Linked DNA regions of Mus musculus: all the other regions are linked to region 1. A link is a contact called in public promoter capture Hi-C data. All regions are on one chromosome and are shown on one strand. The core of a region is the stretch at or near the end of the contact, and the rest is flanking DNA. Distances in the headings are between cores, read along the strand shown.

Evidence for each region. Promoter capture Hi-C pulls out the DNA fragments that hold promoters and counts their contacts.
Region 2: a contact with region 1 is called in a promoter capture Hi-C map of the C10 cell line, with 3 times the contacts expected there. The contact joins the promoter of Slc46a1 here to the enhancer-like site in region 1. A contact is called at or near these places in 5 of 39 promoter capture datasets (the C10 cell line, cranial neural crest, hippocampal neurons and 2 more), 1 of 115 datasets of contacts at active chromatin or transcription factors (bone marrow-derived macrophages) and 2 of 9 other capture datasets (adipose tissue and liver).
Region 3: a contact with region 1 is called in a promoter capture Hi-C map of pre-B cells, with 4 times the contacts expected there. The contact joins the promoter of Lyrm9 here to the enhancer-like site in region 1. A contact is called at or near these places in 10 of 39 promoter capture datasets (the 3T3-L1 cell line, 3T3-L1-derived adipocytes, the C10 cell line and 7 more), 3 of 484 Hi-C or Micro-C datasets (the P5424 cell line, cerebellum and cortical neurons), 2 of 115 datasets of contacts at active chromatin or transcription factors (large pre-B cells and pro-B cells) and 3 of 9 other capture datasets (adipose tissue, embryonic stem cells and liver).

What each region holds. Positions count from the first base shown.
Region 1 is chr11:79,401,905-79,406,242 of GRCm38.p6, forward strand. The region is part of intron 5 of Nf1 (neurofibromin 1); the gene reads left to right. Among named protein-coding and RNA genes, the nearest start is that of Nf1, 64 kb to the left of the region's middle. Within about 2 kb of position 2,172, at least 22 of the 459 cell types and tissues checked have an H3K27ac peak or open chromatin away from gene starts, as enhancers often do.
Region 2 is chr11:78,463,412-78,467,749 of GRCm38.p6, forward strand. It overlaps Slc46a1 (solute carrier family 46, member 1), which reads left to right and starts at 2,290. Exons shown (of 5, transcript NM_026740.2): 1 at 2,290-2,594; 2 at 2,940-3,792. The coding sequence starts at 2,367.
Region 3 is chr11:78,824,831-78,829,168 of GRCm38.p6, forward strand. It overlaps Lyrm9 (LYR motif containing 9), which reads left to right and starts at 1,765. Exons shown (of 4, transcript NM_001076681.2): 1 at 1,765-1,806.

The DNA.
Region 1 (4,338 bases), core at 922-3,421:
GGAATATTTCTGCATATCACCACTGGACTTGTAGAAATTTCCTTGAAGTTGAAGGCCCTTGACTTTTGTCTGGATTTATTTACCATCCTCCCATGTACATAAGTGTTACCAATATTTCCAAAGTGGTTGCTCCTTCCTGCTCGCTTGGTTCAGTCAACATGATGCCATGAGTATACTGGACCAGGGTGATATTTTGTAGAGAGAGATGCTCAAGCTCCCTTCATACTAAGTTATGACACAGGACTGGAGAGTTGATAAGTACTAACCTCGAGGTAAAACTGTAAAAAGGCATACTACTGACTTCCAGCTGAAAGCAAATTGCTTCTGGTTGTGCTTATGGACAGGAATTGATAGAAAGCATTTGCTAGATCCATAGCTGAATACCATGTACCAGGAGCTGTGCTAATCTATCCAAGTAAGGGCATCACATCTAGTACAGCAGCTGAAATTTAGTCACTGCTTGATTAAGTTTTAATGGTCAGTGGTCACTCTCTATGATCCATCTGACTCCTGTGCTGGAGAGTTAAAGGGAGATGTGAGAACTACCATCCCTGCATGTTTCAAGTCCTTGATGGTAGCATGGAGTATTATATTTGGTTCACTATGTTCCCAGAGGCAATGCCAGTCTCTTCAATTTGTGATTTCCAACCATAATAGCTTTCAGTTCACAGGTCAAGGAACCAACGTGGGATTTTGCCAATGTCTAAGTATATCTATACCAATTATACATTCTGGAACTGGAGAAATAACCACAGGATGAGTTTGGGGACCCAGTAGACTCTCTGTGATTTGGGTTTCAGTCAAAATTCCATTAATCACCTGATAATCATAAGCCCCGATTTAACTGGAGGGCCACAGTGCTATTTGGGGGTCTCTTGGAACCAGTGTCAGTTTAAAACGAGTGTCCAGTAAACCCTGGAAAACCTGATTGTTTCCTTTTTCCCAGAGTACATTTACCCTTGTAAAAGGTCATAGGATGGGAGAAGGGCTAACAGTAAAACTTTTAGGTATTTTAGCAAGGTCCTCAGGGGGACCTAGCCTTCTCATCATTCAAGGACTTTGGGGTCTGCAAACTAGCTCAAGTCTGGAAATTGATTGATAAGTTGAGATACCCCTTTGCTACTCTGCAGTATTCTTTTTGTTTGTTTGAGAATTTTTTTTTTTGCTTATATAGATGTAAAAACAAACAAAACAAAATAAAAACATATATTCCTGGAAGCATTATTAGCCAGTACAAAAAGATCCGTAGGAGTCATGCCATCATAAAAGTTACTCTGTCTGTGCTGCCCTTCATGATAAATATTCTCGCCTTGCCTTTGGCAATGCAGTGCTGATACCTGGCCCTGCTACTCTGGGGGCCTAATTAAGCCCATCCCATTTAACTTTTTGGATTGAGCATCAGTGTCTCCAACCTTAAGGTCTGGCACAAAGAGAAGAGCGGGGGCAAAGCCCTTCAAATCCTGGTGCCCCTCTTACCATTTTGTGCCTCACAGGATTAGTGAAGAGAATGTCTTCTGGGCCTTCCCATTGTGGAGGATTCGGTTTTATACAGCACACCCATCATTGCAGTTTCTCTGAACCCTAAAATCCCTTCATCAATACTAAGTCAAGGGACATCAGGTATCCACAGTTCCCTTTCAGTAGAGTATGGCTAGTGCTTAGCCAACCAGTCACGCTTTTGATACCTTTTTAACTGTAAGAACGTCTGTATTGAACTTAGAACCTTAACTCAGTGGGCCCATATCAATAAATTCAGCTTGATTCAGTTTTATGGTTTTTTTTTCACCATTATTTCATGCCCTTAAAAATCCATTCTCATATATATTGCCCAGACTACGGCTTGAATGAATTCACAAACTCAGTAAACTTTAGTATTGTACCACACCTTTGTTGTGAATTTCACTTTCTGTTTCGCTCCTAGAAGCCTTCTTAGCCTTGATACTGATTATAGTTCAGAGGCAATTATTGTCGACAGACACTGAGCGGCATCAGTATTGCCTTGCTTGATGTTTCTCTTTCAGTGAAAGTCACTGAAATTTGTAGACAACAAAGGATTAATTTCCTCAGGCCAAGGTACAAAAGGAAATATTGCAAGGTGTGACAGTGGGGCCGCACCCTACACTAAGAGTGGGCAGACTACTGCCACAGGTGAGACAGACGCATCAGAATTTGAAGGGTCAAAGTCCTCAGCACCTGTCCCCTACACTTCTCCATCTCAAGTTACAGGATCCCACCCCTTACCAGCCAGTGCCTTTAGGCTCCTATTTACCTTAGCAACAGGAGAAGTGCACTTGACTAGGGGGAGTGCAGGCAGGCAGGCAAAAGTGAAAAGTTTCTCCTTCCATGTTCCTTCACAGGTGTGATTCCAGATATAGTCAAGTTGACAAACAAGATTAGCCATCATATTACCTAAGTTTCTGACAAAGCTATCAAAAACATGCATTGGAGAAAAGGTGCCCTCTTTAACAAGTGGTGCTGGGAAAACTGGATCTTTCTCTCTTTCTTTCTTTCTTTCTTTCTTTCTTTCTTTCTTTCTTTCTTTCTTTCTGATTTATTTTATTTATATGAGTACACTGTAACTGTCTTCAGACACACCAGAAGAGGGCATCAAATCCCATTACAGATGGTTGTGAGCCACCATGTGGTTGCTGGGATTTGAACTCAGGACCTCTGGAAGAGCAGTTGGTGCTCTTTAACCTCTGAGCCACCTCTCCAGCTTGAAAACTGGATTTCTATACATATTGTGCAACAATAAATTCAGTGTCTTAGTTAGGGCTTTATTGCTGTGAACAGAAACCATGACCAATGCAAGTCTTATAAAGGACAACATTTAATTGTGGGTGGCTTACAGGTTCAGGGGTCAGTCTATTATCATCAGGGGAGAAGCATGGCAGTAACCAGGCAGGCATGATACAGGCAGAGCTGAGAGTTCTGCATCTTCATCTGAAGGCTGCTAGCAGAGTATTCATTTCCAGGCAGCTAGGATGAGGGTTGTAAAGCCCACGCTCACAGTGACACACCTACTCCAACAAGACCACTTCCTGGGCCAAGCATATTCAAACCATGACATTCAGTATATCAAAACTCTAATGAAAGAAGAAGACAGGTAAAAATATTTGAAGACATAGGCATAGACAAGAATTTTCTGAAAAGGACTATAGCACAGGAAACAATACCAAGACGTGGCAGAGAGAGTTACATGAGATTAGAAATCGCTACCAAGCAAAGGACACAGTCACTAGAGTAAAGAGACCATTTACAGGCTTGGGAAAAGAAATTTCCAGGCTTACATCTGGCTGGGGACTGGTATCTATGATATATAAATAACTGCTAAAATTAAACTCTAAAATCATTTTAGAGTCTGTAGATAGGCTCATGAGCTGAATAGAGTCCCTAATAGGAGAAATACAATGACCAGTAGATACTTGGAAAAAGTTTTCAACATTCATAGACATCAGGGAAATGGAAATTAAAACCTCTTTCAGATTCTGTCTCACTTCAGTTGGGACGTTGTCAAGAAAACAAAAGACAACAGAGGGGAAAATGTGGGTGGGGCTAGTGGGATCCTGAGTAGCTACTTTTTATTTTTCTGTTTTTTTCTGTTTTTTTTTTTTTTCTTTTTTTTGTTTTTCGAGACAGGGTTTCTCTCTGTAGCCCTGGCTGTCCTGGAACTCACTCTGTAGACCAGGCTGGCCTCAAACTCAGAAATCTGCCTGCCTCTGCCTCCCAAGTGTTGGGATAAAAGGTGTGCGCCACCACTGCCTGGCAGTGAAACTCCACTATGACAGTTTGAAGGGTTCCTCAGAAAAACTGATAACAGACCATGTGACCCAGATATACTACTATATTGTATAGCCACAGAAATTCTTGTACATCCATTTTTACTGCCACACAATTCACGGTGGCTTAGGAAATAAACCAGCCTGAATGTCCATCATGAGAAGAATGGAAGCCGGACAGTGGTGGCACACCCTGTCTCAAAAAACCAAAAAAAGAAAAAAGAAAAAAGAGAATAATGGATACAGAATATTTGGTACAGTGAGTGGTGGTGGCTGCAACAGTAGGCATTTGTGTGGTGGAGTGGAGGAAAACTGGAAAGGCTAGTGGAATGGCCAAGGCTAAGTTAATTTCTTGCTCATAGAGAGCTGGCTATGTAGTTTCCTGTGGGCCAAATCAACGAACACTTGAAGATGCACATCATGGGCCATGGGTATGTGGGTGCCACTGCTGCTTTGTACAGGGCACCTTACTGCCAAGACATTGGAGTTGGCACGTAATGCTTTCAAAGGTCTCACAAGGAAGCCTATCAGTTGGTATCACTTGCAGCTCACAGTCTGT
Region 2 (4,338 bases), core at 1,040-3,539, 940 kb before region 1:
ACGACCCCAGCAGAGCCGAGTTCCAGGAAGCATTCAAGGAATATTGACCATCCCTCACAGAAGGAGGGAGTGGGAAGGACTTCTAGGCGTGACTGAGATTCCAGGCGCTCCCTCCCTCTGTTCCTGCAGTAGGATGCCCCTGGGGGTGCAGGAGATCACAAAGGTTTGGAGGCTAACCCTAAGGGGAACTCTAGCTATGCAGCTATAGGATGGTCATCGTCCACGCTGGGGTGACCCTTTCTGGTGATTGTCTCCATGCTCCAATAAACTTGCGTGTCTACCAAGCCGGAATCGTTATTTTGGTCTATCGTTAGCAAGCATAAACATTGGTTCACATCCTCCAGGAAAAGTGAAGTTATCAAGGAGTCAGAAGAGGCCCCTAGTTATCAGACACACAGACTGAGTCACACCCTGACTAGCTCTCAGCTGACAGACCTTGGCCTCTCCTGACCTCAGCTCCTCTCTAGGAAGTATTTACAAGGTTTTAGCTGTCTCCCTCCCTGAGCTGATCCCACTTGTAAAAGCTCTGTATGGGCGGGGTTAGAGGGGAGTGGTGGGATGCGGATGTAAAGAGGTCTGAATGTGTAACACAGAATCATCTATCTCTAGAAGCCCATGAGAAGGGTAGGCTCCAGTGCCTATTTGGCATCCACCTATTCTGAGCCTTAGACTCTTGCAGGCTCAAGGAAGAGGAGCGTCACTGTGTCTTCTCAAGTGCAGGCAGAAATGGAACTACTACTCCCCACCCCAAGAATCGGACCTGTGGGTCACACACTGGGTCCTGTTAGTTCTTGGGAACTTTGCTGGCTCTGCTCCTGGTCCCCACATGAGCATGAGACGCCTCTATTCCTACCCTCAAACCCTCTGCCATGGTCGGATTCTACACTATTTACATCCTGCTCTTTCTCTCTCCCCACCAATCTAGAAGCTGTGGTGCCTGGTGGGGGGCTTCATCTGTTTGCTTCAGTGTTGTGTTCAGATCTCCACGGCACCAAGTAAGGGCACTCCTTTTTCACAGGCAATAAAACAGAAGCCCAGACAGACAGACAGACAGACAGACAGACAGGAAGTCTGAGCTGCTCAGCAACAGTGCAGATGTCTGTTCTCCAGCTCAGTTCCTACAACAGGGGCACTGAAGAGCACAGGCCCACACCCAGGGGCCTCCAGTCTCAGGCTCCTCTTGTCTCTACTCCACCCTCTAAGAGAACTGCAGAATCAGATCCCAGTCCTTGATGTGACACTAGCTCCAGGAAAGGCTCCTAGGACAGGAACAGGGGCAAGGGACAACCTATTAGTCATTAATGATAGCCAACAGCGATTAGGTCTAATAGCAACAGCATCCAGAAGCCTGAGGCAGGGGAATCTCTATGAGTCTGAGGTTAGCCTGGTCTGAAAGTATGTATATAAAATAATACTTTCAGTGTACCAAATCTCATTGTCATTTTCCAATACTTCCTCTCTCTCTCTCTCTCTCTCTCTCTCTCTCTCTCTTTTCTTTTTTCTTTTGGTTTCTTCGAGACAGGGTTTCTCTGTGTAGCCCTGACTGTCCTGGAACTCACTTTGTAAACCAGGCTGGCCTCGAACTCAGAAATCTGCCTGCTTCTGCCTTCCAATTGCTGGGATTAAAGGCATGCATCACCATGCTCGGCATTCTTTCTTTCTTGGTTTGTTTGTTTGTTTGTTTGTTTTGGACAGAACATCAAGCCTTGGTTAGCCTAGTATTGCTTAGACCAAACTGGCCTCACCTCTGGTGTGCTGGGATTAAAAGCACATGCCACTAGGTCCTGCCTTCACTAAGATTTTCTTCCAAGTGAAGGCAAGGTCAACGGATCAGTGGCAGAGCACAAGTACTCCAGTGTGGCCCACCAGGCTCTGGCTGTTCTTACACAGATGCACATGTGCCGAGAGGCAGATGCCACGCAGCTGGCATATCCAGTCTTGTGCGCTAATCCTGCGTGCCTTTCGACCTTACTTCCACATCTCTGGATTCGGATCATTAAGTGACTAATCTATAAGGTTGCCACGAGATAATATATTCAGAATTCCTGGCCCCAGAACAAAGTTACGTTGTCAATAAATGTTAGTTATTGATATAGTGATTATTCTTTTGAGTGTTCCGACGCCCAGGAAGGAGGGCTGCAGCACGGTAGTATCTTTGCGTTGCCTGAAGTGAGGACACACCACAGGGATTGTTTGGACGACACCCAGCCCAGAGTTCAGCGGACCAAAGCTTTTGAGACTGTCTCACGCTCCGCCCCTCTAGACTTTTAACAGAAGCACCCGAAGCCGGCGCAGGCGCAGACAGCACAGACTGGTCCAGGCCTCCCGCAGCTGGTTCCGAGGTGCTAGCCCCTCCGTGTTTGCGCATGGAGGGGCGCGTGAGCTCCGTGGGCTCGCCCCACAGTTTCCTCAACGCTCCCGTGCTTTTCCGCGGCCCCGTGGAGCCCCTAGTCTTCCTGGCCAACTTTGCCCTGGTTCTGCAGGGACCGCTCACCACACAGTACCTTTGGCACCGGTTCAGCACGGAGCTCGGCTACAATGGCACCCGCCACCGGGAGAACTGTGGGAACCAAAGCGCGGATCCCCTCATGAAGGTAGCAGGGACCAGAGCAGCTGTGAATACGGAGCGCGGCACGGGGCGGGGCCTGTGGAAGACGGGGTCCCCGAGGGGACGGGACACACGTGGCGTGGTGGGCGGGTCAGACCAAAGGGGGCCTGCCCTGGCTGGCTGCCTTGTGCTGGAGGTGTACCTAGAGAAAGCCTGGCTTGGAAAGTTATCTAGTGTAGCGACGGAGGGAATGCTTCTCCAGGGCCTGTTTTTACAAGTTGAAGGAACATTCCAAGAGGCTTAGGGCTCTAAAGCAAGGCTATAGCTCCCAGGATGGTGATGGTAGCTAACCAAAGTGAGGTCCTGCGCACTAGTGATTGTGTCTTTACAGGAAGTGGAGACCCTGACATCTCACTGGACCCTCTACATGAACGTGGGAGGCTTCCTGGTGGGACTCTTCTGGTCCACCCTGCTGGGAGCCTGGAGTGACCGCGTGGGTCGCCGCCCATTGCTGGTGCTGGCCTCTCTTGGTCTGCTGCTCCAGGCCGTGGTGTCCATCTTTGTGGTGCAGCTAGAACTGCACGTCGGGTTCTTCGTGCTTGGCCGAGCTCTTTGTGCCCTTCTGGGAGACTTCAACGGCCTCCTTGCTGCTAGCTTTGCCTCTGTGGCAGATGTTAGCTCTAACCACAGTCGCACCTTCCGGATGGCTCTGCTGGAAGCATGCATTGGTGTGGCCGGGACCCTGGCAAGCCTTCTCGGGGGTCACTGGCTCCGGGCCCAGGGTTATGCCAACCCCTTCTGGCTGGCTTTGGCCCTGCTGATTGTCATGGCTCTATACGCAGCATTTTGTTTTGGTGAGACGGTGAAGGAGCCAAAGTCCACCAGGCTTTTCACGCTCCGCCATCATCGATCCATTGCCCGGCTATATGTGGTTCCAGCCCCAGAAAAGTCCAGGATGCATCTAGCCCTGTACTCTTTGGCCATATTCGTGGTGGTTACTGTGCATTTTGGGGCTCAAGATATCCTGACACTCTATGAGCTGAGCGCACCCCTCTGCTGGGACTCCAAGCTGATTGGCTATGGCTCAGCAGCCCAGCACCTACCCTACCTCACCAGCCTGCTGGGCCTAAGGCTTCTGCAATTCTGCCTGGCTGACACCTGGGTGGCTGAGATTGGCCTGGCTTTCAACATCCTGGGAATGGTGGTCTTTGCGTTTGCTACCATTACACCCCTCATGTTCACAGGTAAAGTGAAAATGGGGCCGTTCACTCATTGCCCCCCAAATGTGGTTCAAGCCTGTGGCTTTGGATCCAGAGTTATATTCTCTGCCTGTGTTCTAAGAGGATAGACACCCGAGAAACCACAGAAAAATACCATCTCTGATATACAGAAAATACAGAGCTTTAGTGGCCAAAGTAATTAATGTACATTATAGCTCATAAGCTAATTGCTTCACCCCTTGGCCTCCCAAAGTCCATGCCATTAATGTCTTGATCTTTGGCTCTCGGATAAGAACCACGAGTTAATGAGAATGTTCTGCCTTCTTTTGGGCTTGTTAAAAAAGCTAAAATTCCTGCTGCCCCGGCTTCCCTCCCTCTTCCTTCCCTACCCCTTCCCCTTGTTGCTGCCCCGCTTCTGACTCTCCTGAGAAGAGAGGAAGCTGGCAAGAGAATGAAAAAGTTAACTCCCTAAAAAAGATATGTGTATTCTGCTAGAGTCCGGAACTGCACTGTGTGCAGAGTCAGCTGTTTGATGATAGCAACTGCGTTAACTCAGCTAACTCGGTAGTG
Region 3 (4,338 bases), core at 515-3,014, 580 kb before region 1:
TCTGTGTAACAGCCCTGGGTGTCCTGGAACTCGATTTGTAGAGCAGCCTGGCCTCGAACTCACAGAGCTCCACCTGCCTCTGCCTCTGGAGTGTTTGGATTAAAGGTGTGCACCTCCTTGCCTGGCTTGGATTATTCTTAAATCCAAGTTCTCACTGTGACTCGGTAAAAGAAAGGGAGCTGCTATCCACATCTCTCCCTCAAGCTAAAAAATAAAAAAATTTCTTTTCTGTTCTTTCTCTTTTGTGCTGCCTAGCTGTCGACAAAGAGTTTTCGAGAAAGATAAATGTTGTGTCTCTGTAAAGACAGAAGTAACACAAGAGGCAGGAAGGTGGAGCCTTTCGGAGGTAGAGCTAACAGCTTGCTTCTTGAATATTTTATGACCTAGGTATTAGAATGAGGCTTCTGAAGCAGGAACACGGAGATCTAGGAACAAAAGAGGGGGACTGAGAGAACAGATTGAAATTTCTTAAAAATATGAAAGGATCTTAATGTTGTACGAGAGAGTGGATTGGTGTCCCAGCAGGTTGCTCCTAGTAAGGGCTCTAAAAGCGTAATGATTTATTGATTGGATCTGCACTAATGACATGCCGTGATTATGCATGGGTAAATAAAAAGGCTGATTTATGAGGGTGCATTCGGATCTTTCAGATACAGTTGGTCCAAGTCTACAGTTTGAAAATAAATGAAGGAAATTATCTGGGTATTCCAGGGGAAGAATCCTCCCACACAGATTTGAAGACGGGGTAGAGTGTTAGCTGAAGAGGAGGAAGGGGGTGCTTTGTGTGTGGGGGGGGTGCGGGAGGGAGACGGTGGCATTCTAGAGAGTTGAAGATGAATCAGAGAAAGGAAGTAGTTCTGTTAAGAAATAGCCCCTGCTTCCTAAGAGGAAGAAAAATAGACTTCCGAGTGCTGCTAAACAGCGATGTTTACTTTTAAAAAATGAAGAAAAAAGGCATTATAAGCAATTGTCTTGTTAAAGCAGCTACATGAGGAGCGTGTGTAAGGAAATCGGGCTTTTCATTATAGGTAGATTTTTTTTAAAGCCCCGAAGAGGAAAGATGAAGAGAAGCAATGTTATCCACCGGCGCCCTTGCTGCCTTTCAGACAGCGGCCCAGAGAAGCTAGAAGCCTCATTGAACAGGGCGTTTGTCTCATGAAAAAGACCTGTCTTTATTTCTTTCAGGATATAAAACTTGTGTTTAAATCAATTCAGAGAAGCATTCTGACTTTAAACATGCGCGAGTGGGGAGAACCCGTTTAATGAAACAGCATTATTTCATTTTCAAAAAATGATCCCGGCAGTAGCTGCAAGTTAAGATTCTTCATTCTCTCCCTCGATTATAATTATAGCAGAGTTGAAAGGAAGCGTGCCTATTACTGTCATATGTATTCTTCTGACAGGTGTTGTGGGACTGTAATTTGATCAAGTGACTCGAAATGAAGACTCCCTTCCAAACATAATTCCTGTCATCAACATAACAACAGGAAGGACACGTCCTTCAAGAAGACGTTTCACAGATCTTGAGCACCCCTAATATTCTCCATTCGTGGGAATATGAAGAAGAGCTTGCCATCAGAGTTTGTATCCAAGGTTGTAAGGGAGACAAGGAAAAGCGGGCCGTGGTTCCAGCCAACTGGGCGGGGTCGGATCAGGAAGCCCGCACCCAGTAGGACCCCGAGTCCCGCGGATGGCCGGCAGAGGGCGCTAGGGTACCAGGCGGGGGCGGGGCTGCGCTTGCTTCTGCCGCGCAGGCGCAATCGTGTCGCTCGCGGTGTCTCCAGTTGGCGTCCGCCGGGAAGGCGGGTGAGCCGCGCTGCGCGGGCCCTTGGGCGGGGACTCGGGGGGCGGCAGGGGCGGGCTGGGGATTACCGAGGCTGCCTGCAGGGCCGGGATATGTGGAAGCCCTGGGGGCGATCTGCGGGCTCTCCAGGCTTTCCCCTAGTGCCAGCGACACCTGTCGCAGCCATAGTTGCCGCGCCGCGGAGGAGCGTGGGAGGCCGGGATGCGGTGTCGGAGGACACGGGGAGCCAGGTCTCTGCCATGTGCTGCTGGCATCTGCACTCGGCTGGAGCAGCCTCCGTTCTATGGTTTTCAAAGAGGAGACGTGCTACTCTCACTCGGTCTGCAGGAACACCCTGTTACCAGGAGTATCTGGAATAATTTTGGTCTTTGCAATATGTAACCCTATCTGGCCTTGAACTCGTAATCCCCCTGCCCCAACTTCCCAGTAGTACTGTGATTCCCGGCCAGTGCTAAAGTGCACACGTTTAATAACATTTAGAATGTGCGCAGATGTGCATCTATGGCCACTGTTGATTTTAGAACATTTACCTTGAAAGAAAACCATCTACATTTGCTGGCAAAACCCCTCTCCAGTCTCGTCCTTTCTCTTTGCGCTAGGCAACCACTTAGCTGATTTCCATAGATTTTGTTAGTTCTGAACATTTCACAGAAATGGAATCAATCATATGCAGCCCCGGTTATTGGTTTCCTGCGTCTTTTATGCCTCATTCAAAGCACGCACGTGGTAGCATATGTAAGTGCTTCATTCGCTTTATTACAGAATAATTTTCCAATGTTTGCCTGGATCAGATTTTATCTCCCCATGTGCCCAGTGATGGCCCTTGGGACTCATTTGAAGTCCTTACTCTTACATACCTGTCTTCTGGGTATAAGGTGGGGGTGGGGGTGGGGGTGGGCCAAAGAAAGGGAAGGATAAAGTGTATATCCTTGGGTGGCACGTGGGATTTGGCCAGGAAGAAAGAGACTGATTAGCTTAGCTGCTAACTAGGAGCTAGGAACAGCTCCGTGGTAAAAAGGTTGCCAGGCATCGTCAAGCCCCAGGATTCATTTCCAGCATCCCCACCTCCCACAGGGATGGACCAAAAACTGGTTCTGAAGGGTGTGCCGGTGGGAATGTAGGGAGGCTGGCCTGACCTTGGCTGTGTGGGAGAGGGACGAGGGGAGGCAGGATTGCTGGAAGAACATAAATATGCCAGATGGAGCCCTAGGGTGGGCGGGGGCAGGGAGCTAACCATTCCTATTTTCAACTTTCTCCATCATGAAGATTAATTGCGTATTTAAAAAAAATGGCTGGTGCAGGCTTAATTTAGCTTTTATCAGTACTCAATTGGGCATAATTTCGGGTTATTTTCTGCAGTTCCATTATCTTTTTAAATGTATGACTCTTTTTCCAATTATTTTTAGGTGACCCGTGTTAGGACACAGGTTAGTGATAACGACAGTGAGCTTACCTGTGATTGGGTCTTTTCTTCTTAGCACCTGTGCCAGCATTGTCACCTGGCACCCAGGAAGTTCCCTTTATGCCCCCCGCCCCCACCAATAGGTCATGTTCTTTAAGCTTTATAAACTGGTTTTGTTTCAGTTTTTTTTTTAAAGATTTATTTATTATGTGTAAGTACACTGTAGTTGTCTTCAGACACACCAGAAGAGGGCATCCAGTCTTGGGACAGATGGTTGTGAGCCACCATGTGGTTGCTGGGATTTGAACTCAGGACCTCTGGAAGATCAGTCAGCGCTCTTAACTGCTGAGCCATCTCTCCAGCCCCTTGTTTAAGTTTTGAGACAGGCAGGATCTTGGATAGCCCAGGCTGACCTCGAGCTTATTATGTAGCCTAGACTGGACCTTGAACCCAGGCTTCCTGCTTCTACCTCCTGAGTGCTATTACGGGGATATGCCACTAGACCCATTCAGTTCTGTATGTGAGTGTAATGAGTGTGTGTGTGGTCACAAGTGGAGGTCAGAGGACAGCTTTTGGGAATTGGTTCTCTCCTGCCACCTTGTGGGATCCAAGAGTTTGAACTCAGATTGTAAGGCTGGAGTCTAAGGCATCCTATCTCTCTAAGATTTTGTTTTTTAAAGCATTCCTTTGTGTGTGTGTGTAATTGACATTAGCCTGATTTTCTTTTCCATCTGTATTTGAGAGGGTGCTACAGTGCCCTTGTATTTCTGAAAGGAGCAGAGACTTGTGGCTAAGTTGTGAATGAATAGTCTAGTTTAGTAAGCATATCATGACTGAATCTGGTCTTGCACAGGCCCAGGAGAGTTCTTTGTGGATGGAATCCCTACTTGTGCATTTTGTTTTAGTTCTGGGGATTTAATTCAGGGACTCACACGTGCTCTGGAGGTGCTCTTAACACTGGCTTACTTCCCTGTCCCAGCCTTAGCATTCTTAGGTATACCCATTTAGCAGATGTCAGGGATGCAAGTAAGATTGTGAGCTTCAGAATCAAATAGGCCTATGGTTAGTTCCCTGCCTGACTGTGCACAGCTATGTGGCCACTGACAAATCACAGCTTCTCTGAGCCTTGGTT